Regions from separate parts of the Mus musculus genome. Here regions 2, 3, 4 and 5 are each linked to region 1. Evidence: chromatin contacts called from public ChIA-PET, Hi-C, Micro-C and promoter capture Hi-C data. All regions are on one chromosome and are shown on one strand. Each heading gives the region's core, a stretch centred on a gene start, on an enhancer-like site or on the middle of the called end of the contact. The rest is flanking DNA. Distances are from core to core; before and after follow the strand shown. Region 1 holds the start of Prkab1 (protein kinase, AMP-activated, beta 1 non-catalytic subunit). Region 2 overlaps Srrm4 (serine/arginine repetitive matrix 4). Region 3 has its middle 25 kb from the start of Gm36841. Region 4 holds the start of Bicdl1 (BICD family like cargo adaptor 1). Region 5 has its middle 24 kb from the start of Bicdl1.

Region 1 (4,288 bases), core at 709-3,208:
TTGCAACTTCGTATCTGTAACTTTGCTACGGTTCCGAATCGTAATAATACAAATATCCGACATGCAGGGTCTGGGGTGCCGACCCCTGTGAAGGGTCTGTTGGCTTCCAAGAGGGTGGCGGCCCACGGGTTGAGAGCCACCGCTTTAGAGGACAAGTAACTGTAGCTCCAGTGCTGAACTGGGGTAACAGGAAGAACCCCTGACTCGATCCATCAGCCACTACAGATGAAAAGAGAAAGGACGTCAGCTAAGTCCTTCCTCCCTGACCCTGAAGAGAACAGCACCACATCGCCCATTTCTTTTTAAAAAGTAAGTTTACTCAGTTCACTGCAAAGAGAGCAGAGGGCACTGCCAATATACACAGGCTACAACACAAATACCTTTTACTTCCTCTTAAATAGCCTTGGGCAAAAATGTCTTCTAGGGGTGGGGACAATCTCAACCGGGAAACACGCTAAAGATCGAGGTACACACCTTTCCCCTAATGCAACAAGCTCAGAAAACAAGCTCCTGCCACAAGACAAGTGTTCTGTGTAGCCCTGGCTGTCCTGGAACTCACTCTGTTGACCAGGTTGGCCTCGAACTCAGACATCTGCCTGCCTCTGCCTCCCAAGTGCTGGGATCAAAGTGCTGTGCCACCACTCCCTGGCAAAAGCAGGCTCTTTTAAAGTCAGACCCAAAATTAAGATCTGGAGAATAGTAATGTGGGTTATGTAGCCCAGTTAGGGGGTGGGGGTGGGGGAGTGAAAGCGGAGTGAGCTGGCCAGGCAATTAGCCTGTTTAAGTAATGGGGATTAGTTGGCAACCCGGCAAGTAACAGAGACCAGGCTGGTGAGCGCCAACGTTCCTGAATGTAGTTTATTCTGAGCAATTAGCTTCTTTCCTCCTAGAATCACCAAATGCCCTTGGACTGGGGCCCTGTAGCCGGAAGCACTGGCCACCTCACTGTGGTTTTAAGAGAATGTGGCTCAGGCAGGAACTTTCAGCTTGGCCTGCAAAAATCTGTTTGCTCTGGTCTGCTTAAAGTCCAAGGCATTATTTCAGTAACGTGGGAGAGAAGTGGGGGTAATTAGCTGCTGGCTGGCGTTCAGAGTGACTCTCGGTCACTGACCTCCTCCAGTGGAATTGCCGGATCTAAAATAAAGTGAGCAGGGTGGACTGAAACTGTCAGAACCAAACACCTCTGGCAGTCAGCTAGTCAACTTCATTTCCAGCTTAACGTATGTGCTCCCGTTTTACCGCCAAAAAGAACACTAGAACTCCCAACCCAACTTTTGCAAAAGCCGGTCGGCCTGAAGTGTCTCCAAGCCGCGCAATCAATTACACCGAAGAGAAAAGTCGACACGGGTGCTCAATTACAGTTTAGCTCGACTCTTAATTAATTAAGGATCTCAAACGCGGTCCCTGAGCTGCTTTCTCCTTAATGATGTTCAACCAAGCCCAGGGTGACTCTCCTCCCATCGGTAATTAGGCACAAGTCCCAGAACGGCAAAGAGGGCTATGACAGAGCCACCTCCCCCGCCCCCCCCCAAGGTGTGACGCTGGGAATGTGGCGGGAACTACAGCAAAGGGGGACCCTCCCCGTGAGTCAAGAGGGCTCCGACGCCCCTCCACTCAGCACCTTGATCTCTTCGGAGTGGAAGATGTCGGCGTCTTCAGGGCTGTCCATGAGGATCTTGGGCCTGTCCCCATCCTTGGCGCCCCCGGAGCTGTCCCTCCGCGGCGTCTTGTGGCCCGCCTGCCGCTCCAGCGCGGCGCGCTCGCTGCTCGTGTTGCCCATGGCTGGGAATCTGCAGGGACACAAGGAAGCCGGAAAGGCCGGGTCGGACCCCCGGGGATCGCGAGTCACGCCCTCTCGGATCGCGCGCTCGCTCGCCCGCCGAGCTCCGCTTTACCTGGCTCGGGCGACCGCGACTGGAACTCCGAACAGAGCCGGAGCGTAACCTGACACTCCTCCCGCAACTCCCCTCCACCCCTTAGCCACTTCCGCTTCCGGCCGGGCCCAGCGAAGGAAGGAAGGAAGGGTGGTCACTGGGGATGGAGCGCTCTCGGAGTTAGGGTGACATCAGTTCCGTTTCCGCCTCTTCCCTGCTGCTCAGCGCGAAGCGGTCGCGGGTGGTTCGGGGCTGCCACCAGATCGAGCTTCGTAGCGGCCAGCGGGAGGCGCGAGCGAGCGAGAATGCCAGAATGCCATGGATGGCGCCGACCACCTCACTCCAAGTTGGTTACTCTCCAGTAACTCGAATTACGAAACGCGAAACCCACGGCGGCTTGGAGCAAGCGCTTGCTCTTGCAGAGTACCCGGGTTCGGGTCCTGGCGCTTCCATGGTGGCTCACAACTGTTTGCAGTTTAAGTTCCAGGGGATCCCGGCGCCCAAGGCGGTGCACACATATACGGGAGGGCAGAGCATTCATACACATAATCGTAAAAACAAAACAAAACAAACAAGAAGAAGAAAAGGGAAAAAAAGAGAAAGCGCCGGGCATTGGTGGCGCACGCCTTTAATCCCAGCACTTGGGAGGCAGAGGCAGAGGATTTCTGAGTTCGAGGCCAGCGTGTTCTACAGAGTGAGTTCCAGGACAGCCAGGGCTATACAGAGAAACCCTGTCTCGAAAAAACCAAAACCAAACAAAAAACAAAACAAAACAAAAGAACCTCACGTTTAAGTCTCTCCCGTAGATGCACTGGCTCTCACAATTGAATGTATTAGGACAACCTAGGGCTCCTTCAAAAGGAAGGCCTCTCCAGAGTGGCCAAATCGTAATTTCTGTCTGTAGACTAAGGATGGAGGATGCTGACCATCTTCCAGGTGTTTGAGAAAACTTAAAGACCTAAGATTTCTGGGAAATTGACGTTCTCAGTTGGGTTCTGTTGTTTGTTTCAAGTTGAGTGCCTATTGATAAGTCTTTTTGCAAGAGCCTTGGGGCTACATTGGCCACATTATGTGTAAAATGTATCAGGGCTTAGTGTTTCAGCAGAGGTACAGACTGCTGTAATAAAACGATCTCAGCTTCACAGTCAGCCTTTAAAGAAACAACAACAACATTGTCTTGTGGGGTTTGTTTGTTTGCTTTGCATTGGATTTTCTAGGTCATGTCTTACATTTACCCATACATATGTTTTGGTTTTTTTGTTATTCTGTTTTTGTGTGTGTTTTTTGAGACATGGTTTCTGTGTGTAACAGCTCTGGCTGTCCTGGAACTTACTTTGTAGACCAAGCTAGCCTTGAATTCATAGAGATCCACCTTCCTCTTCCTCCCACTCAAGTGTTGGGATTAATGGTGTGTACCACCCTGCCCAGTGAACATCTATATTTTAAATTATCTGCAATGTGACACATTTTTGTTAAGGGAACCAGGGACCCCGATGTCTGACATGTGGTCTTCTAGAGGGACTTTAACAGTATCTATCTACAAGGAAACTTAAAAATTTATGGACAATTTCTAGTGGATTTCAATAAAAATTCACACATGAAAATGATATACGAGCATGCTTTCCTGAAGCATTGATTCTAACCACTATACTAATGCTAAGACGCATGTTTTAAAATATTTTATCGCCAGCATTGTGTGAGTGAGCATGAAGAGACGTTCTAACATTCCACATTCTAAAGCCAAGCCTCAGCCTGGCTCTGCAGTCAGCCCGACTGAGTTCAGATTCCAAATTTACCATTTAAGAAGTTCCATCATGGGGTCTATTGGGAAATGGCCCCTAAATAGCTATCTTAGAGGCCTGCTTTGTGACTCACTTTATAACAGTGCGAGAGTAGTGTGGTTACCGCTTGACTCTAGAATGCAACTCAATGGGTGTGGCTTTTTTTTTTTTTTTAATCAGCACCGTCCTTTTTGAAGATGGAAAGTTCTGGAAGGATGCATAGCAAACCCCATAGATTGTGAGAACGAAAAAGGAATAAACAGAAGAGAGAGTTTTGCTTCTTAGCTTGTGTGTTTATATACTTCTCTTTATTTATTTGCCAGTGAGGCTGTGAGCAAAAATAAGAGATGCTCCAAGTGTAAAGGAATCTTTACAGAGGAGGGGTGGACCACAGGAAGGTAAAGGCGCAGTTCGGAAGGAATTCTCTCTGAGCTAGGAGAAGGGCTGAGTGAGGGCCAAGGAGAATTTTCTGGAACCAACGACCAACAAGGTTGAGTTTACTCCATGAAATCTGAACCCGTTGAACGTTCCGGGATGAGCATGGTCCCCACGTTCTCCCGCAGGCAATGAGGAGGGCGCAACCAGAAGGCCTTTATCTGAGCTCTGCACATGCTTTGATGTGCCCGGACAGCC
Region 2 (4,288 bases), core at 1,216-3,715, 470 kb after region 1:
TGATAATGTTGGGAAATGGACAGCTAGCTCAGTGTGTGAAGCCCCACTCCATCCTCTCCCGCAAAATGGCCCCATGACATCTTTTTGCTTATTGACCGAGTAGAGCTACTCCTAGGCCTCCCTCTAGTGTGACTGGAAATATGGCCACACTACATAGACCTTGAATGCATGCTTTGAATGGGAAGGCCTGCCCATTTAGAACAACTCATGGTACGGCTTCCTCCAGCAATTGCCTATTTGACTGCTAGGTGTAGACAGAGCTGTGGTTTCCTCTACAGACATTCTGCAGTCTGAGGAGAGTGGACTGAGACCAGAGTCAGGGCACAGCAAGAGGAACTCACCCAACTGCATAGCTCTCAGCCTGAGTGTGACTTCCTCCTTAGGGGCTGAACATTACAGCAGCCACATACATATATAGCTGAGAATGCTTGCACGTTTATGTGCATGCACCAGAGATGTGGAGTCCAGTCCTAAATGGCTTCAACATCTAGATACTGACTACATAACCCACTGTTCAAAGCAAATGGGGTATTGGCAGTCAAAACTCAGTGGCACCACCTTTTGTGACTCTCTGCTCTAATCATGCAAGCAGGATCTCTCCCATCTCTCCTCCAAGGCAATTCAACCCCACCCCGTCTCCTCCCCTGTCTTTGCTTCCTGCTTCCTGCTCACTCCGGACAGATGGTGCCCTGGGATTCACCTCTGACCCTGTCCAGTCCCAACTCTTTGCAGACAGCAGGGCTCTGCCCTTGCAACTGGGCCATTCACTTCAGTGGAGCCTGGAGGAACGACCCAGAAGCTCTCAGGGAGGCACCGCACCGGAAGCCTTCAGGGACTACCCCCACCCTGTTCTGGGCTCAGCTGCTTCTCATTGACTGTGTTCACACTGCCTCGAAGGCTCTCCAAGCCCTGAACAGACCCTGCAATTTGATGACTTTCTCTTGTCACATGCAGGGAATTCAGGGGCGTGGCCTGGAGCCATACTGCTGTGTTCAAAACCCAGTCTAATACTCTTGAGTAATTGACTGGCTTCAACTCTCTAGGCTTCACCTATCAGCTGGGATTGATAGTACTGGCTGTCTTCTAGGGCTATGGGCAAGAGTGAGCAAATATATGCAAAGCTCTGGCCCAAGACAGGGCGATACCTTGTGGTACCCTAGGCAGCTGCACCTTCAGCTCAGCTCTATGCAGTCTGGATTACAGGATCATCATCATCTGACGCAATATCTCTGGTCATCTTAGCTATCGGGCTTTATATTTAGCCTTAGAGGTAAGGTCGAAGGGGCAGCTCGTCTGTGACAAGATGCTCTATTGGGAAGTGAGAGAGACAGGGACAACATCCAGTTACCACCACAGAGACAACCAAGGCTAACTCTCCAGGGCAACACCACGAGCCAGTGTAGCCCACACTCACTAAGTCTCTCCACCCATGCATGAAGAAGTTGGGCATGCATCCATCAGCTCACGTTAGCTGTGAGTGGATGGGTACTCCAAAGGGACATTAATCCCGCCATTTTGCAGCCAGGCAGCCAACTCTCACTGGTCAGAGGAAATGCTCAGGGGAAACCAGTGGTCTTCTCTACTGGAAACCAGGCTGGCACATTCAGAAATGTGTGTGGAGGAGATGTATAAAAAGTGACAGCACCAGATACTAAGGATCTATCTGAATGTAGAATAGAGTTAGGGAGAGAGCTGTGGTGTGTGCCTGTGCCTTCAGAAAATATAACTGTGGGCAAACAGCTGGCTTGCCTGGAGCTTTCGCCAGTGGACCTAAAGTCTGGATGCAAACTTCACCTGGCTTTTTAAATCTTCTTCATCTGTGTTCCAGTCTCCTCCCAGTGTTGGGCTCTATCCTTATAAACATTCTTGCGCTAGAAAGATCAACCAAGAGGCTAAGACCCTCCAGGTCCATGTTAGTCAGATACCAAATGTCTGATGCAATGACCATATGAAGGGGTGTGTCTGCTGTATACAGGGTCGGAGCTTCAATCCATGATCCATTGGCTCCCTTGCTTTGGAAGAGAGTATACCAGAGCAAAGCTGCCCATCTCGTGGCCAGGATGGCAAAGTGAGAGATGGAGGCAAAAACTGATGCACCCGCCCCCCTTCTCCAAGACCCTGTGCCCCAATGACCTTAAAGGGTCTCCGTGAAGCTCCGCCTTTAAAGACTCTACCGCCTCTCAGAGCTCCAAGTTTGAAGCTCAGTCCTGTCATGTACGAGCCTTTGGGGAGACATCAGATTTAGATGAAGGCTAGACCTTTCTTCTTGTAAGGCCCAGAGAAGGGATGGCACTGGCTCCCGGTCACACAGAACACGGTCCCCGGATGCCTTGGGCTTCAGCCTACTCTGCTCAGCGCTCCCTTGGCAGTTCCACTCATTCCTCCAGTTTCTTCCTCTGGCCGGAGGATGGAGAAGTCCCTCTTGATGCCAGACGCAAGACTGGCAATTAGTTAAGCCTTCAACCTTCCACGGCTCCAGGCTGAATCACCAAGCCAAGCTGCCTTGGCTCTGTGTTTAGAACGCATCCTTCTGTGCTGGAATGGTTTCAGGGAAAAACCGGATTTTGTCTTTTGTTGCCATTTAAAAGAGGGAGAATAAAAAAAAAATCACAAAGCACGTGCTCCCTCTCAGCAGAGAGTAGCCCATTTAAGAAAAAACATCAATCAGATGTGTCCAGCCAAAGCCCCTACAGGAGGAACGCATTTCTCCAGATTACACAAACGGAAAGGAGAAGGCTGAGGCTGGGGAAGAGGCCAGGAGGCTGGGATGACAACGGAATTATCCACTATGGAGGGCTCACGGGCAGTGGAAGAGGCAGAGACAGAGGGCGCGTGGGACACAGTGTTCTTTCCCTTGGTAAAGGAGCTCAGCTCGTGCCCCCTGGAGCTACAGATCCTCATTGCCAGTTGTCCCATGCCATCATGAGGCTGATCCTGAGACTCACACATGGCCAGATCCGGGAATGCTGCAGTTCTCCTGAGAAGGAGTGGCTCAGACAGAGTGACTCGGTAGTCTGTGACATGGTGGTCCACTGTAGTCGATTGTAAGCGCCATCGTGGGGTTGCTATTTGTGAGTATTAATCTGAAGCTAGAAGGGTTTCTAATATAAATAATCAGAGAGATAAACATTATCCTCTCCTTTGATGGCGGCTCCCTTCGGTAAGCTTAGATACAGTCACCCTTCATATTCTCTGTCAAACCTCACAGGCAATTTCAATGATTTCTCCAGAATATATCCAGAGACCAATTGCTCTCCCAATTCTACACAGATTCTGGTCTGGTCTTCAGGCTTGGTCCCAGCCGGTCCCAGCCCCCACCCCCTCTCACTCATCGCCAAAGCCTCCTAAGACACGCCTCCTTCCAGGTCTCCCTGCTTCGCACTACAGCAATCAGTTCTGGCCAAGTAGCCAAAGGAACCCCACTAAATATTGGGGCAGATCCTGACATTTCCCCTTAACAGACATCCATGAGGATTTCCCTAAGCACAGTCAACCACAGTGCCCACAGTCTGGCCCGTTGCTGCTTGGACTGAACTGGACCTCCTGTTTCTTTGCTCTGTCCCCTCTCTCTTGGTCTCTTTGCTGTTTCCCGTATGTGAATAGAGACACTATATTCTTGTGTCAGGGCCTTTGCACGTGCTGTTCCTGATGCCGGAGCTACCCCAGCGGTTGTCTGACTTCACCCCTCCAGTTCCGTAGACCCCCTGTTCTGAGTCACCCTTCATCCTGACAGTGTTAGGTAAACTCTGCAATCATGCTTGAGGTGCAGTTTCCTCCTGCCCATCCCCTCGCTACCCACCCCCAACACCCCCAGGCAGTTTTTCCTAACTCGCTGTCCAGACACCGGCATATTTGTGGTCCCTGTTGACCCTCTCCGTGCCCTTCGATGAATCTAAGTTTCTTAAGGGCCTGAATGTTGCCTGTTTGGTTCACAGACGTTTCCTGGCCCCTTGTTATGCCTTCAGACTCTCAAAAGAAAGGTCGCCTAGAGTCACACCGAGGAGTGGGTCCGCAGCAGCACAAGCCCTTCTAATTGCTGTGTGGCTCCGAAGAAGTTGCCTGCCCTCTCTGAGATGCTGGAGGAACAAGGCAGACAGCCATTGCACCCAGGGTGATTTGGGCTCAGGTCCTTGACTGAGAGAATTCATTTAAAAAGCCCGTCTTTTCTTAATATGGAAAGAAGAAGCCACAGGCTAGGAGGGAAGAGGTGCTTATATAAAAACTTCAGAACTAAGATGAGACTTACGGCCTGGCTGTCAGCTCCGTCCCCCCCCAATGATAACAGCTA
Region 3 (4,288 bases), core at 670-3,169, 360 kb after region 1:
GAAAACAGAAGGGGGGAAACAAAACCCTCCCCACTGAGAGCAAAGTATATGTGTATAGGCTGTATGAATGATCAGTAATGCTAACAAAACTGTGAGCACGCATTAACTCAAGAATGCTACTTCTAGGAAAGGAAGTATGGACGAGCATAAACGTTGAGCTCCCAGAACATTCATTTCAGTCTGCTTCATTTATAAGAAGGCAAAGGCGAGAAGCAGCCTAACCATGTAACGTGGGGGGCGGGGGTGGGTGTGGCTGCTCCTACATCAATGATGAAGTGCCCATCTGACAGAATCCAGTAGCAGGCAGACCTTTAAAGGGGAATCCTGAATCTGGGGAGGGGAAAGATGCTCGTGGTACACGATGCACTAGAGGAAGGATGCAAACTTACTTACTGTCATTTTGGCCAGCCAATCATCATGAGGGCAATGCCAGCGGGGCAGCCATAAACAGAATCATAGTTTGCTCTGTTCTCTGAATGGGGGCAGGGGCGTTGGTGTTTATTTTCCTCTAATGTTCTCATTTTGCTGCACTAAAATGTTTTATGGAGTTACAAAAAAAATATGATTAAGGAAAGGAAAGGAAATGGATGCTGTCCCTGCCCACAGACAAATGAGAGAAAGCTGTCGGTTTAGGCTAGTCTGGGGTATTTCTTTGGATGGCCACAGGCTCCTGCTCCAGTAATGACTTCGCTGGAAGAAAAAAAAAATCTAATCATTCTACTAATAAAAGCATTGTGGTGGGAAATAGTTTTAGTTCAATAATCCGAGAAGACAGTAGTGGATGCTCTGGTCTGTTTTCATTTGTGAGGGGAGTAAAGGAAAAGATCTACCAAGTCAGTAAATATTTGCTGCTTGGCTGGATATTTTCGCCTTTTTGTCTCTCTGTCTCTTCGCTCTCGCCGTGAACAGCTTCTCCGTCAGTAGGGTGTGTGTGGTGTAGAATCCAGATGAGGGAAGAGAAAAACTGGAAAAGAATCTGCTAGAGACTGAATGCTCCCGTTCCTCAAAGAACACCCATGCCTTGGGGCTGGAGAGGTGGCTTGGTGGTGATCAGCAGCTGCTGCTCTTTCAGAAGACCTGCGCTCATGTCAGGTGGCTTCTAAAAAAACGCAAGCTCCAGGAGATCCGATGCTGTCTTCTGGCTGTCACAGGAAACCACACACTCGTACTTTGTAAAGATCTGTACCTCATGCTCTCAGCCCCAGTGTGGCTGTGTTTGAAGGTTAGAACAGTTGGAATTGGGCCGTGTCTTACTCAGACTTGGGTGATGGTGTTTCTTGAACTGCCGTTGCTGGTTTGGGGGCTCTAGAAATTTGGGGTGATGGGGCATAGCTGGCAAAAGTGGTTCACTGGAGTGGCCTCTGGAGGAGATACATCCTTCTTTTGGTATTGCCAAAGAGCGAGAATTCACCAGCATACACTTCCTTTGTCTGGAATCCCGGTGACCGGGTGGGTGGTGATTTCCCCCTGGATGGGACCGAAGGTGTTCAACCACACCTCCTGGGCCCCTGGCTCCGGTCACAGTTAAAGGCTCCCACAGCTCCCCACAGTAGAGCTGTGTGGCTCTCAGTCACGTAGGAGCAGCACCAAGTCTTCCCACTTGCAAATAAGGTTTCCCCAAGCCAATGAGAGGTATCTGCTGTCGAACTCTGAATCACTCCCAAAACTGTATATAAATCCTATCCAGGGAATTGAAAGTGCGAGAAAACTACTCTGTCATCCGAGCCTTCTGTTTTAAGAACTGTAACACTTGGGAAGAGGTCTGCTCTCCTGAAACGCCATCTGAAGCTCCGCCGCACTCCTCACTGGCTAGTCAGCCTCTCGTTGGTCCAGCCCGACATGACTCAGTGCAGGGCAGCGCAGAGTAACTGAGTAGCCCGGAAGGCAGGAAGGCACGGCAGAGACAGGAGCCAACTGCAGCAGCAGAAGTGGTGGACGCGACTTCCCCTTCCTGCCCGCACACCCACACTCGCTTCCCTTCGCTGGAACCTAGCCCCAGGCTGGGCCAGAGATCTCTGTGGAAAGTCTCTGGTACAGAGGCTCACAAACAGGCATCCTAGCTGCCATGATGACCATGTGTCTCAAAGAACTGTTCTGAAACCACAAGACAAAACAGCCCTCTCTTGTTTCTTTCAGGTGTTTGGTCACAACAACGTGACCGTAACTACCATCGAGGGAGTCACGGAGCCTAAGTGAGTCATGGAGGTGGGGCCCTGGTTCCATGGTTGATGGCGTCACAAGGGTGGAAGCAGAGAATCCCTCTCATCTCCCCACACTGTCTGAGGACAGCATGTAGGTGACTGTCTTCAGCTGCAGAGAACAGTTCAGAAAACCCAAACTGGCCAGTACCTGGATCTCGATCTTCCAACTTGAGACTGTGAGAAAATAAACGGCTGTGTTTAAGCCACAGGGTCAGGCTTCCTCTGTGGTGAGGGGCTCTCTGCTTCCTGCCTTCTGGATGACAGTGAGAAGCCTCTTGCATGAGTCATCGGATGGGAAGGGAACCAGCTGGAGTCCTTCCAATCTTAGGTCTACCACTGCTTGACTATCTGACCATGGGCTATCTCCTTCACTACCACGAGTCCCGACATCCTCACCTGCCCAGTTGAAATACTGATTGCCTACTTACCATCTTGGGTATAAGAGCTAACTGAGGTAATATTATCTGCCATGACCTAACTATATCGACTTCCACTGAAAAAACCATCAATAGACGAATGGATGAAAAACCAAATGGTCTATGTGCTTAAGGATTGGGGAGATTAATAATGTAAAGATGTGGCTATATTACTGAAAGTGACATGCAGTTAATACAATCCCTATAAAAATTATAACATCATTCTTTACAGAAGCAGAAAATATCTTAAACTTTGGAAACACAACACCTTGGATAGTTCAGTCATAGGCAAGAACGAAACAAAATAAGCAACCAGAGGTACCACTGTACCTAATTTGAAATTATATTATATGGCCACAGGGTAGAAAAGAAACAGCATTGTGCTAGCACAAAACTAGAATCAGAGGTCAGTTAATAAGACAGAAAGTCCAGATATAAACCTGCACAGCTTCGGCTTCCCGACTTTTGAGAAAGATTCTTGTCAAATATTTTCCCAAAAACACACATTGGAGAAAGGAGATTGTTCTATACTGCCACGGACCGGGCCTAGTCAGCTTCCCTCAATCCATGGGAATCAGGGGTTTGGACAGATGGGCATAGAGTCAGCGAGAATTGACAGACGCAGGCACGAGAGTGTGCTGGATCTGAATGTAATTTGTCAAATGGAGCATCAGACCTTTTATAGAGAAGAAAATAGGGAAGTTAAGGTGACACGCCCGCAAGGTACAAAGAGGTTTTACCAGATCCTTACATAAAACAGAGGAATGCAAACATGAAGGACTGGCAGGAACCAGCTGGGATAAAATTCAATGTTAACATCTGGGATCAAAAGCAGCCCCACCTAAGGTCAGCTTAATCTTAGAAGTCAGGGGCGAGGACATCGTGCCCTTGCCTTAGTTCCTATTCTAGTCTATTGTATAGTCCACCTTCTCCCTAGGCCATTGTTAATTCCTGTGTATGGGTGTAACTCAGCTATCTATAGTTCTAAGTATCTACTCTGGTTCCTCCCTAGACCACAACCTTCCTTCTTCCTAGATAATGGTAAATTCCTGCATATGGGAGTAGTTTGCCCTGAGATTTCTAACTCTACGTAGTAGACAATAATGCTTGGTTTCTTTCACTATCTCTCTTACAATACTTGAGGCAATTCTTAATGTCACTGAATAGGCAACATTCCTACTGAATTCAAAGCCCAAGATCGGCTCAAGGACTGCCTAGGACTAATGAGGAATCTAACTTAGCTATATATCAAAAATCAATCCATAGAAGCACTTATAATAAAGCAATATTAAGGGAAAGCACACAGATCCATTTACCAACTAAAGCAAGGACATTGGAGCATTTTTTATACAGGATGCCACGGTTCCAGGAGACTTAAGTTTCCGTGAACTTTTCGACTCGGGACAGCGCCCAGGTTTTTGGGGCCTGTCACGCATGTCACTACTAGAGTGGATGTAGCAATATACAAAGGGCTCACACATGCTCAATGTGGGCTTATTTATCTCAATTATATGACAGAAATTTAAGGAACAGTTACCACTTCCAGGCTCTTTGTATGGTGTTGGGATTTATTTAAGGACCAGATAGAGCTGCTGGTCTAATAGGATTGAAGCATGTCCATTGAGACACACACACACACATACACACACACACTTTATGATTGTCCTATGG
Region 4 (4,288 bases), core at 1,209-3,708, 290 kb before region 1:
AAGTTTTGATAGAGTACACATGACATATAATCTACAACCTTGACCACTTTTGCCATGTCCAGATCAGCAGTGTTAGGTATGACACTGGGCAACAACGCCCCCTCGCCGCCCGACCCCCACCCCCGAGTTTTAAAAGTTTAACACTGGCATTTAACACAAGCAGACCGGCACAAGAGTGTAGGTCTTCAATGATAGTATCTTCAGTGATAGTTTAAGCAGGTTAAGCTATTTTAGGCTTACCCATGGAGTCAATTACAAAATGTCAGAGGTCGTTATTTATCCCTTTACAGGAGAACCTTTTTGTTGCTGTGGAATTTTGAAATCCTGCCCTTACTGAGAACGCCACATGGAAACCAGGATCTGTGTAACTGTGCACCATGAAATCTGTCATTCATCAGACTGATAGGATGCTCTTTTCAAGCTCACAGTTTCTTCACTCAAGTCCCTCTCTGAAGGAATTTCCAATCTCCAGCGCACATCTCCGGGGTAGTCACTACTTTACAGTGTCATGTAACCGAATTGATTTGGAAAGAAAGGGACACCCTTGTATTTCCAGACCTCTACTTCAAGTGGAGACTAAACAAGTCAATTCATTAAGGTAGCTCTGTTGTACTCTGGCTGTCCGGGCCCAGGTTTCACAGACAACTTTTCAAGCCATGTATCAGGAGTCCATCGACCGGCAGGCCTCGATAACGGGCCCGGCTGAAACACAGGCCGCTCACTGGTTTCCTTTCTTCTGATTTAACTTTCGATAGGTGACTAGACTCTAGACGCACATCAATCCCACGGCAGAAGTGTTTGTCCACTCACATTCTGACCAAACAGAAGCAGTGGAGGAGAACCTGACAGAGGGCTAGTTTCGGGCCTGGTCACATCTGTACTATGATGTTCTCGTAATGAGAACGAGGAGAACTAGTCCAAGAAAAATGGGTAACAGTGCTGAACGCAGAGGGCCAGAAAAGCCTGGCTGTTTCCACAGCTCGAGCCTGCTCTCCTTTTTATTTTGAAAACCTACCACTTTGGAATGGCTATCTTTTTCTAGGTACCCTCAGTTACCATTCAAGACTCTTTCTGCTTAAGAGCAAAATCCCAATAAACACAGTTGTAGACGATGTTGTTGCATGGAATTAACAGAAATATTACTCATTTGAAAACGTACTTAGGATTATTTATTAACTGGGGTGTGTGTGTAGGCCGGAGGACACGTTGCTAGTGACATCCCACATGGGTTCTGAGGAACCAATTGGGGCAAGTGACCTTACCCACTGAACCATTTTGCCAGGAAACGACCCTCCCACAGGGGTGGGTGAGGGGAAATGTTTTTAGTAGTGGTTAAAAGTAACATACATGCTAAGACCCAGGACACAGGAAAGTACTACTGAGACACACATAGCTACTGAAGCCCAAACTAATCACATGATGAGCCCTGCCTTCTCTGATTTCTGCAATGGAACCACATCCCCTAATCCCTAAGCATTTGAAAGCTATATAAAGCTCCTTTCGAGGCACTTGTTCCCCACAACTCTCTGCCAGAAAGTTAAGACAAGGGCATCCAGAGGCCTTAATGCCCGGACTGGAAAGCTCTGGGCTAACACCCTGATTAGAGATTAACTGCTTCTCCGAACACCTGAAGCATATTTTAAATGCTTCTCGATGTTCTCATTTCTGTGTGCAGATATCGCCTTGGTGCTGTATAAATTAGTCATACTGTAAGCTCTATTTTAGACTCTGTGTACAATACATATATAGAACGGCCCACAACGGTGAGAGACGTGCACGGACTCACATCCGAGCTGGGTGGGAAAGGCAGGTGGGCTCAACGAACGCGCTGATGCTGGTGAAAACTATCCCTCCTGCCTCCCCGTTCTCGATGATCTTCTTCGAGGTAGACTAGGCACGGAAACGGGGAGGACAGGCAGGCACCCCAGCTCCCCACCCATGCCGCCGGAAGGTCCTCACCTCTAGCTTGTCCGTCAGCTCCTTGTGCATCTGCTCGTACTGCCGGCTCATGTCCTGGTTCCTCTCGAGCAGCGCCTTGCCTAGTCGGGCCGCCAACACCAGATCCTTCTCCTTCTGGCGGATCACCGACAGCAGCTCGGGATCCTGGGTAGGCGGCGGCGGCAGCGGCGGCCCGTGCCCCTCAACCGGAGACTCCGGCTCCGCCTGAGGATGCTCGCCGGGCTCGGACGACCGCTCCCCGGCCGCCAGCAACGCCAGCTCCTCCTCTAAGGCCAGTTCCAGTTCCCCGGGACCTCCGGGGAAGGAGACGAGGGCGGCAGCAGTGGCGGGACTCCGGACTGCGTCCCCGGCCCCAGCGGGCAGCTCCATGCAGCAGGCGCTGTCCGGCTCGGCGGGTGCTGAAGCTCGGCCGGCCAAGCCCAGGCAGAAGGCGGACATGGCCCGCGCGCGCCGAGCCCGCAGCGGTGCGGCCCGGCCGGCGCGCGCCAGGCTGCAAGGCGGGGGGTGGGGATGGGGATGGCGGGGGAGGGGCCCCGCCGCGCCGCCCCGCGCTTCGCCTCGCCTTGCGCCGCGGCACGCGCCCCCCGGGTCCCCGCGAGCCCTGGGCGCGGCGCGCGCGGGCGGGCAGGCGGGCGGCCCCTCCCCCGCGCCGGCGACACGCGCCCCCGCCCCCGGGGGGCTCAGCTGCTGGCGCGCGCCCGGGACGCGGACGACGGGGGTGGGCAAGAGCGGCAGAAGGGGAGATTGAAGAGGGGTGGCGGGGTGCGGAGCGGGAGGAGAAGCCGCGCTAAGGATCGCCGCCGCGGCCGGGGTTCAGCCGCCCTGTTGCTGCCGCTGCTGCTTCTGCTGCCGCCGTCGCCGCCGCCGCCGGCCGGCCGGCGCCTCACGGGGAGGGCTGCGCTCCGCTGTCGCTGCGTCGCTCGTTGCTGCTGCTGCCGTCGGCCGCTCCTTGCAGCCGCGCTCCATGTCCCCCGGCTCGGCGGCAGCAGCGGCGGCGACGGCGGCTGCTGCTGCTGCAGGGGCCGAGGCGGCGGCTCGACATCGTTGGCCGCACAGCCCCGGAGCAGTCCTTCCTTCTTGCCTGCCCGGCCCCGCAGCTCACCCGGCCGAGGAACCCGCCCGGCTCGCCCGCCGGGCTCGCTCCTCCGCCCGCCCGCCCCGCGCTTCCGGCCGCGCCCCTCTTCCCCGCCCCGGGGGCCGGCGCCTGACGCGCGCGGGCACCTGTTCGCCGCCGCGCCCGCGCGGGATTCGCCGACGCTCCGCTCGCCTCGGCCGCGCCCAGGTGGCGCCCGCCTAACCCGGACGTGGCCTCACGCGACGCGGGGACGGATGCGCGCGCCGCCCGTGGGGAAGCTCAGCGCGTCCTGAAAGGCCGGAGCCTCTCCCTCCCGTGTGTGTGTGTGGGGGGGGGGGGTGGGGACGGCCACGCCCCCGGCCTGGAGCCACGCCCTCAGCCTCGTTCCCAGCTCTAGGTGTGGCCACGCCCCCTGCGCGCTCACCTAAGGGTGCGGCTCTACGTCCACCACTTCTCCGACTCCTCCTCAGCTTGGCGCTCGGCCACGCCCCCTGCCTCGTTTTCGCCGGGGCCACGCCCCCCGCGCTCGCACCTCTGGGTGTGGCCTCCTCCTCCTCCAGACTCCCACGCTCTCACCCCTGATGGCGCTCTGCAGCGGCACGCGTCCTCTTCCTCGCCTCCGCGGCCCCAGCCCGCAGCCTCTCTTCGGTTTGGGGAGCTGGCGGGAGCCCCATTTGGATTGGGTCTTGTGGTGGGGTATCCTAGCTGGTCTGTGGTCCGAGGGGGCTGCGGACAATTATGTGAGTCAGGGAGCCAGGCGGAGAGCCATTTGCAGTGCGGGATTTCTATCTGAACCCCTGCAAGAGCTAAGCAGTCGGGAGAGGGAGCCCTCGAGAAAAGGAGGCGGAGGAATGACTTGGAGAACCCAGCATCTTCATACTGATGACTCAGGGATATGAGAGAAAAGGGTTTGTGGAGAAATAACGGGAGAAAACAAAAATCCTGCTTCTAGATGGGGGATACAAAGCACAGACATTCCCCAGTAATAACTACCTGAGCCATGTCCAGCTTTTTCTTTGTTAGTTTTATATGCGTTATCTTAATCTCACAAGGGTTTTATAAGGTGTTGTCCTTCTTGCTGTTTATACATGGGAAGAAACTCAGACTCTAGACTTGGGTTCTGCCAGGCTGACTCTGGGATTCCCATTAAATTATTATTCTTTCTTAACATGTGACCCCCATCTGGGGGAAGATAAGCAGTGATTTACAAAGACGATGGGTCGACTCAGTACACTTTCCTGCGATGAGGAAAGA
Region 5 (4,288 bases), core at 518-3,017, 270 kb before region 1:
CTATCTGTTCAAATGAACACTGTCAAATCATTAAAGATGTAGAGTCACAGTAGGAAATGACCCCTGGAGCTGCTGTCACAAGGATGGATGCAATTTTAGTATCCCAAGAATTGAAATGTAGCAGGGTGTGGCCAAACACACCTGCAAGCTAAATCCGAGGGAGGCAGAAACGGGAGGACAGCTGTGTGTTTGTTTATAGAGAGAGTTCCAAACCAGCCAGGGATACATGGTAATGCCCTGTCTTAAAACAAAACAACAGCAAAAAAAAAAAAAAAAAAAAAAAAAACCTGAACTATAATGACACAGTCTTGAGGATGGTTAATCAGCTTCATCATACTGAACTGGGGCTGGTGGGGGGTGGTGCTGAAAACATTTCCTCTAAAGTCAGGGACAAAATGAGAGTGTTCACTTTCTCTACTCTCAGTATAGTGATTTAATTCCTGGCCAAAGCAATAAGACAAGAGAATTAAATAAAAGAGATATCCAGGTGGTGGTAGTGCTTGCCTTTAATCCCAGCACTCAGGAGGCAGTAGCAAGCACTTCTCTGAGTTTGAGGCTAGCCTGAGCTATGGAGAGAGTTCCGGCACAGCCTGAGCTATGCAGAGAAACCCAGTCTCAGAAAAAAAGAAAGAAGGAAAAAAAGAAAGAAAGAAAGAAAGAAAGAAAGAAAGAAAGAAAGGAAGGAAGGAAGGAAGGAAGGTGGAGGGAGGCAGACAGACAGACAACTGGGCCTCATGACTCCGGTCTGTAGGTTCAGCTACTTGGAAGGCTGAGGCAACAGGATCACAAGTTCAAGGCCAGAGTGGATTAGCCATTGCAGCCACTGGGGGGAAAAAAGGGGTATTCTTACTATAGCCTTCTATGATCCAATATGGAAGTTCTGTGCAAGCCTCCTCCATTTTCCCGCAGAGCCAACCCATCCGAAAACAAGCTGATGTTCGGGTGCCATATTACATTACACGCATCTGAAGACCTAGGGTGTCTGGCAAGGCCTGCACTCCTCAGGAAGTGGGGTTACGTCTTCCGGACTCCTCAGGAAGTGGGGTTACATCTTCCAGACGTGACTAAAGACAAGCACCTGAATGCTCAACACTTGGAGCATCAAAGGCAGAATTTCTCTGCTCTGCTTCCTGCATGGGTGATGAATACGGCAGATAAGACAATTTTAAAATGTACAGGTGAGAATCAACTCTAGTATTACAGTGTGCACTCTTGTGCTCTCTCTCTGTCTCTCTCTGTCGTGGGTTGGCCTGGTGCTGCTTGTATTCTAAGGCTAATAATACAGAGACCCAGGTGACCATGCCCCTAGGTTATTCTGACTGGTGAAGAAGATGCCAACAGACGATAGCTGAGATATAGGTTGGGTTTAGGGTTCTGGGGCTTGTGGGTCAGAGGAGAACCATAAAGGGGAAAAGAAGGTGGAAGAAGGAGAAGCCACCATGGGTTGGGAGTCAAGAAAACATGGCCCTGAGGGCTGGCCAACTGGAGTTAAGAGCAGCCCAGATAAAGCATAGTAAGTAATAACTCTGGTTTACTGGGGAAATAAGACTTTAATTGCATAGAGGGGAGGTATCTCTTCAGCTCTAGTGCTGATTAAAGCTTATTGTAAATATAAAGGTTATGTGTGTCTTTTATCTGGCAACCAAATATGGTCAAAGGCAGGTAAAAAACCCCAAACAGGGATTAAAATTTTCTACAACACCCTCTGAAGAAAGCAGACGTGTTAAAGAGTTCCAGATGGGGAACGGAAACATATGGTTTCCCGTGTGTTTCTCAAATGAATAAGCTGGGGCTTGATGTCAGCTGTCACAGTGTGCAGACCCTCTGCTGCCTCCCCCCCCCCAGCCCCGGTCTTGCCCCCCCCCCCCGCCCCCCCCACCCCCACCCCCGGCCCTCAGGTTGCTGTCAGTCACTGTGAGTAGATCGCTTGCTCTTTTCCACCTGAAATTAAATGACAGGGGGAGGGGGGCGGAGATGAGTTACAGGTTAACCTGAGCAATTAAGGGAAAGCCTGTCTTTAAAAAAAAGTAAAATGAAGCCGGGCGGTGGTGGCATCCCATCACTCGGGAGGCAGAGGCAGGCGGATCTCTGAGTTCGAGGCCAGCCTAGTCTACAGAGAGAGTTCCAGGACAGCTAGGGCTACACAGAGAAACCCTGTCTCAAAGTAAAATAGGCTGTGGCTGCTGTGGATGTTGTTGGGGTCCAGGAGTCACCCTACAAACCACACAAACACGGTCTTAGACAGGGATGGTTTCTTGAAAGTGCACCCTAATACTGATGATCGATTAGGGTTGTAACTCAGAATCTGGGGGCCGAGGCTACGGGCCCCAAACATTTCTCAGGGCCAGCTTATAAAGAAGAACAAAAAAACCTATAGTGATCTCATGTGCAGGTGCAGGAAGTGCTGCCCTGACCCGAGCTATTTCTAGCTAGACAAACAGTTCTAATGGACCTTTATTCTGATTGGTCCTACGTGGAGCTTACATTTGAATTTCTTAAGATTAATGAACCTCATAACATACAGAACACAACAGGTTATGTGGTCAGCATGACCCTGCTCTGAGTCAAGTTATTTTTCTGGGTCAATGACTGACGGTCACATTACAGCAACAATATGAAATAGCTGGCAGGCTTGGAACAAAATGGCTACAGCTATGCTGGGGTGGGGCAGACAGACCTCATAGTTGTAACTCAGTGGTAGAGCAGTTGCCTAGTGTGGATGAGGTCCTAGGTTCCATTCCCAATACCACAAAAATAAACAAGCAATTGACAAGGGCTTAGAAGATGCGGGAGAAAAAGATACCTCATATACGGGCCATTCCAACCACTGTGGGAATTATCATGGGGACCCCTCAAAAGATGTAGCACCGTAAGATTCAGCTATAGCACTCCTGGCTTAGGGTCAGCACACCAGAGAGATGGCCACACCCATCCACAGACCTTTTCACAGCAGCCAAGTTATAGAATCATCTCAATTGGCCATTGACAGGCAAGTAAAGAAAAAGCGCGCGCGCGCACACACACACACACACACACACACACACACACACACACACACACTACTTAAGAACCACGAAGCACCATTGATAACAGGCAGAAGTGACAAACTTCATAGCCAGACTCAGATCCAGATGGCATTCCCTCAAATCTAGATAAGAAGGGGAGGGGAGGGGAGAGAAAAGAGGGAGAGAGGAGTGGAGAGAAGGTAAGAGAGGGAGGGGAGGGAGAGGAAAGGGGAAAGAGAGAGAAGGGGAAAGGGGAAGGGAGAGGGAGAGATGGGGGAGGGATAAGGAAGGAAAAAAGGAGAGGTAGGAGAGAGTGAGGAAGAGAGAGAGCTTGCAAGGAAGAGCAAGCAAGGGAGACTACAAGCATACACAAGTTCCTATGTTGGATCTTCAGCACTAGAGAAAAATATGAAAGTAGAAGCCCGATTATTAGGAGAGAAGAGGGAAAGGGGAGGAACAAGATCGAGGAAGAGAGTGAATCCATTCTTTTCCTGTTACTGCGAGAAAACAGCATGACCAAGGCAACTTGCAAAGGAAAACACTTATGATAGGCTCAGGAGAGTTAGAGGGAGGGTTAGAGTCCATGAAGGCAGCACAAAGGCATGACAGCAGGAGCAGGGAGCAGAGGGCTCACATCTTGAATTGTAAGAGGAAAGAGAGAGCAAATGGGAGTTTTGTGAGGCTTGGAAACCCCAAAGCCCGCCTCAAGTGATGAACTCCCTCCAGGAGACAACCGCTTCTAGACCTCCCCAAACAGCGCCACTAAGTGGGATCCGCGTGTTAAAACACCAGAGTCTATGGGAAACATGCCATTCAAACCACCACCGAGGCAGAGGGTGACCCAGGATCACTCTATGTACATCTGAAAATGTCACAGTGAAGCCCGCCATTTTACATAATTGATATACATTTTAAAAACTGGTGTTGGGGCTGGAGAGATGGCTCAGCGGTTAAGAGCACTGACCGCACTCCCAGAGGTCCTGAGTTCAGTTTCCAGCATCCAAGTGGTGACTCGTAACCATCTGTAATGGGATCTGACGCCCTCTTCTGGTGTGTCTGAAGACAGCTACAGTGTACTTATATATAATAATAAATAAATCTTGCTGGGCAGTGGTGGCGCACGCCTTTAATCCCAGCACTTGGGAGGCAGATGCAGGCGGATCTCTGAGTTCGAGGCTAGCCTGGGCTACAGAGTGAGTTCCAGGACAGCCAGGGCTACACAGAGAAATCCTGGCTCTAAAAACAAAACAAAACAAACAAACAAACAACAACAACAACAACAA

The links. Promoter capture Hi-C pulls out the DNA fragments that hold promoters and counts their contacts. Hi-C and Micro-C count contacts between places; a contact is called where the count stands out from the background. ChIA-PET counts read pairs in DNA pulled down with a chosen protein or histone mark.
Region 2: a promoter capture Hi-C map of hippocampal neurons shows a contact between it and region 1, with 2.3 times the contacts expected there. The contact joins the enhancer-like site here to the promoter of Prkab1 in region 1. A contact is called at or near these places in 4 of 39 promoter capture datasets (embryonic stem cells, hippocampal neurons and stem cell-derived epiblast-like cells), 1 of 15 datasets of contacts at CTCF or cohesin (embryonic stem cells), 1 of 484 Hi-C or Micro-C datasets (microglia), 5 of 115 datasets of contacts at active chromatin or transcription factors (bone marrow-derived macrophages, embryonic stem cells, forebrain and 1 more) and 1 of 9 other capture datasets (embryonic stem cells).
Region 3: a contact with region 1 is called in a Hi-C map of double positive thymocytes, with 4 times the contacts expected there. The contact joins the enhancer-like site here to the promoter of Prkab1 in region 1. A contact is called at or near these places in 1 of 15 datasets of contacts at CTCF or cohesin (large pre-B cells), 2 of 484 Hi-C or Micro-C datasets (Th1 cells and double positive thymocytes), 9 of 115 datasets of contacts at active chromatin or transcription factors (embryonic stem cells, large pre-B cells, pro-B cells and 2 more) and 1 of 9 other capture datasets (embryonic stem cells).
Region 4: a Micro-C map of embryonic stem cells shows a contact between it and region 1, with 2.9 times the contacts expected there. The contact joins the promoter of Bicdl1 here to the promoter of Prkab1 in region 1. A contact is called at or near these places in 2 of 39 promoter capture datasets (hippocampal neurons and neural stem cells), 10 of 484 Hi-C or Micro-C datasets (CD4 T cells, the G1E-ER4 cell line, the N1E-115 cell line and 5 more), 8 of 115 datasets of contacts at active chromatin or transcription factors (effector CD8 T cells, embryonic forebrain, embryonic stem cells and 4 more) and 1 of 9 other capture datasets (adipose tissue).
Region 5: an RNA polymerase II ChIA-PET map of memory CD8 T cells shows a contact between it and region 1, with 9 read pairs. The contact joins the enhancer-like site here to the promoter of Prkab1 in region 1. A contact is called at or near these places in 2 of 39 promoter capture datasets (hippocampal neurons and stem cell-derived epiblast-like cells), 1 of 484 Hi-C or Micro-C datasets (cortical neurons) and 5 of 115 datasets of contacts at active chromatin or transcription factors (the SCID.adh cell line, embryonic stem cells, kidney and 1 more).

Annotation. Positions count from the first base shown.
Region 1 is chr5:116,022,470-116,026,757 of GRCm38.p6, forward strand. Prkab1 (protein kinase, AMP-activated, beta 1 non-catalytic subunit) reads right to left here and starts at 1,959. Exons shown (of 7, transcript NM_031869.2): 1 at 1,622-1,959. The coding sequence starts at 1,780. It overlaps Gm13842 (predicted gene 13842), which reads right to left. Exons shown (of 2, transcript NR_165276.1): 2 at 3,942-4,288.
Region 2 is chr5:116,496,611-116,500,898 of GRCm38.p6, forward strand. All of the region lies in intron 1 of Srrm4 (serine/arginine repetitive matrix 4), which reads right to left. Among named protein-coding and RNA genes, the nearest start is that of Srrm4os, 60 kb to the left of the region's middle. Within about 2 kb of position 2,466, at least 20 of the 459 cell types and tissues checked have an H3K27ac peak or open chromatin away from gene starts, as enhancers often do. A contact at or near this core is called in forebrain and hippocampal neurons, where this site is marked.
Region 3 is chr5:116,379,437-116,383,724 of GRCm38.p6, forward strand. No RefSeq gene overlaps it. Among named protein-coding and RNA genes, the nearest start is that of Gm36841, 25 kb to the right of the region's middle. Within about 2 kb of position 1,920, at least 54 of the 459 cell types and tissues checked have an H3K27ac peak or open chromatin away from gene starts, as enhancers often do. A contact at or near this core is called in Th1 cells, double positive thymocytes, embryonic stem cells and 1 more, where this site is marked.
Region 4 is chr5:115,729,163-115,733,450 of GRCm38.p6, forward strand. Bicdl1 (BICD family like cargo adaptor 1) reads right to left here and starts at 2,459. Exons shown (of 9, transcript NM_001080808.2): 1 at 1,960-2,459. The coding sequence starts at 2,397.
Region 5 is chr5:115,753,959-115,758,246 of GRCm38.p6, forward strand. No RefSeq gene overlaps it. Among named protein-coding and RNA genes, the nearest start is that of Bicdl1, 24 kb to the left of the region's middle. Within about 2 kb of position 1,768, at least 32 of the 459 cell types and tissues checked have an H3K27ac peak or open chromatin away from gene starts, as enhancers often do. A contact at or near this core is called in the SCID.adh cell line and memory CD8 T cells, where this site is marked.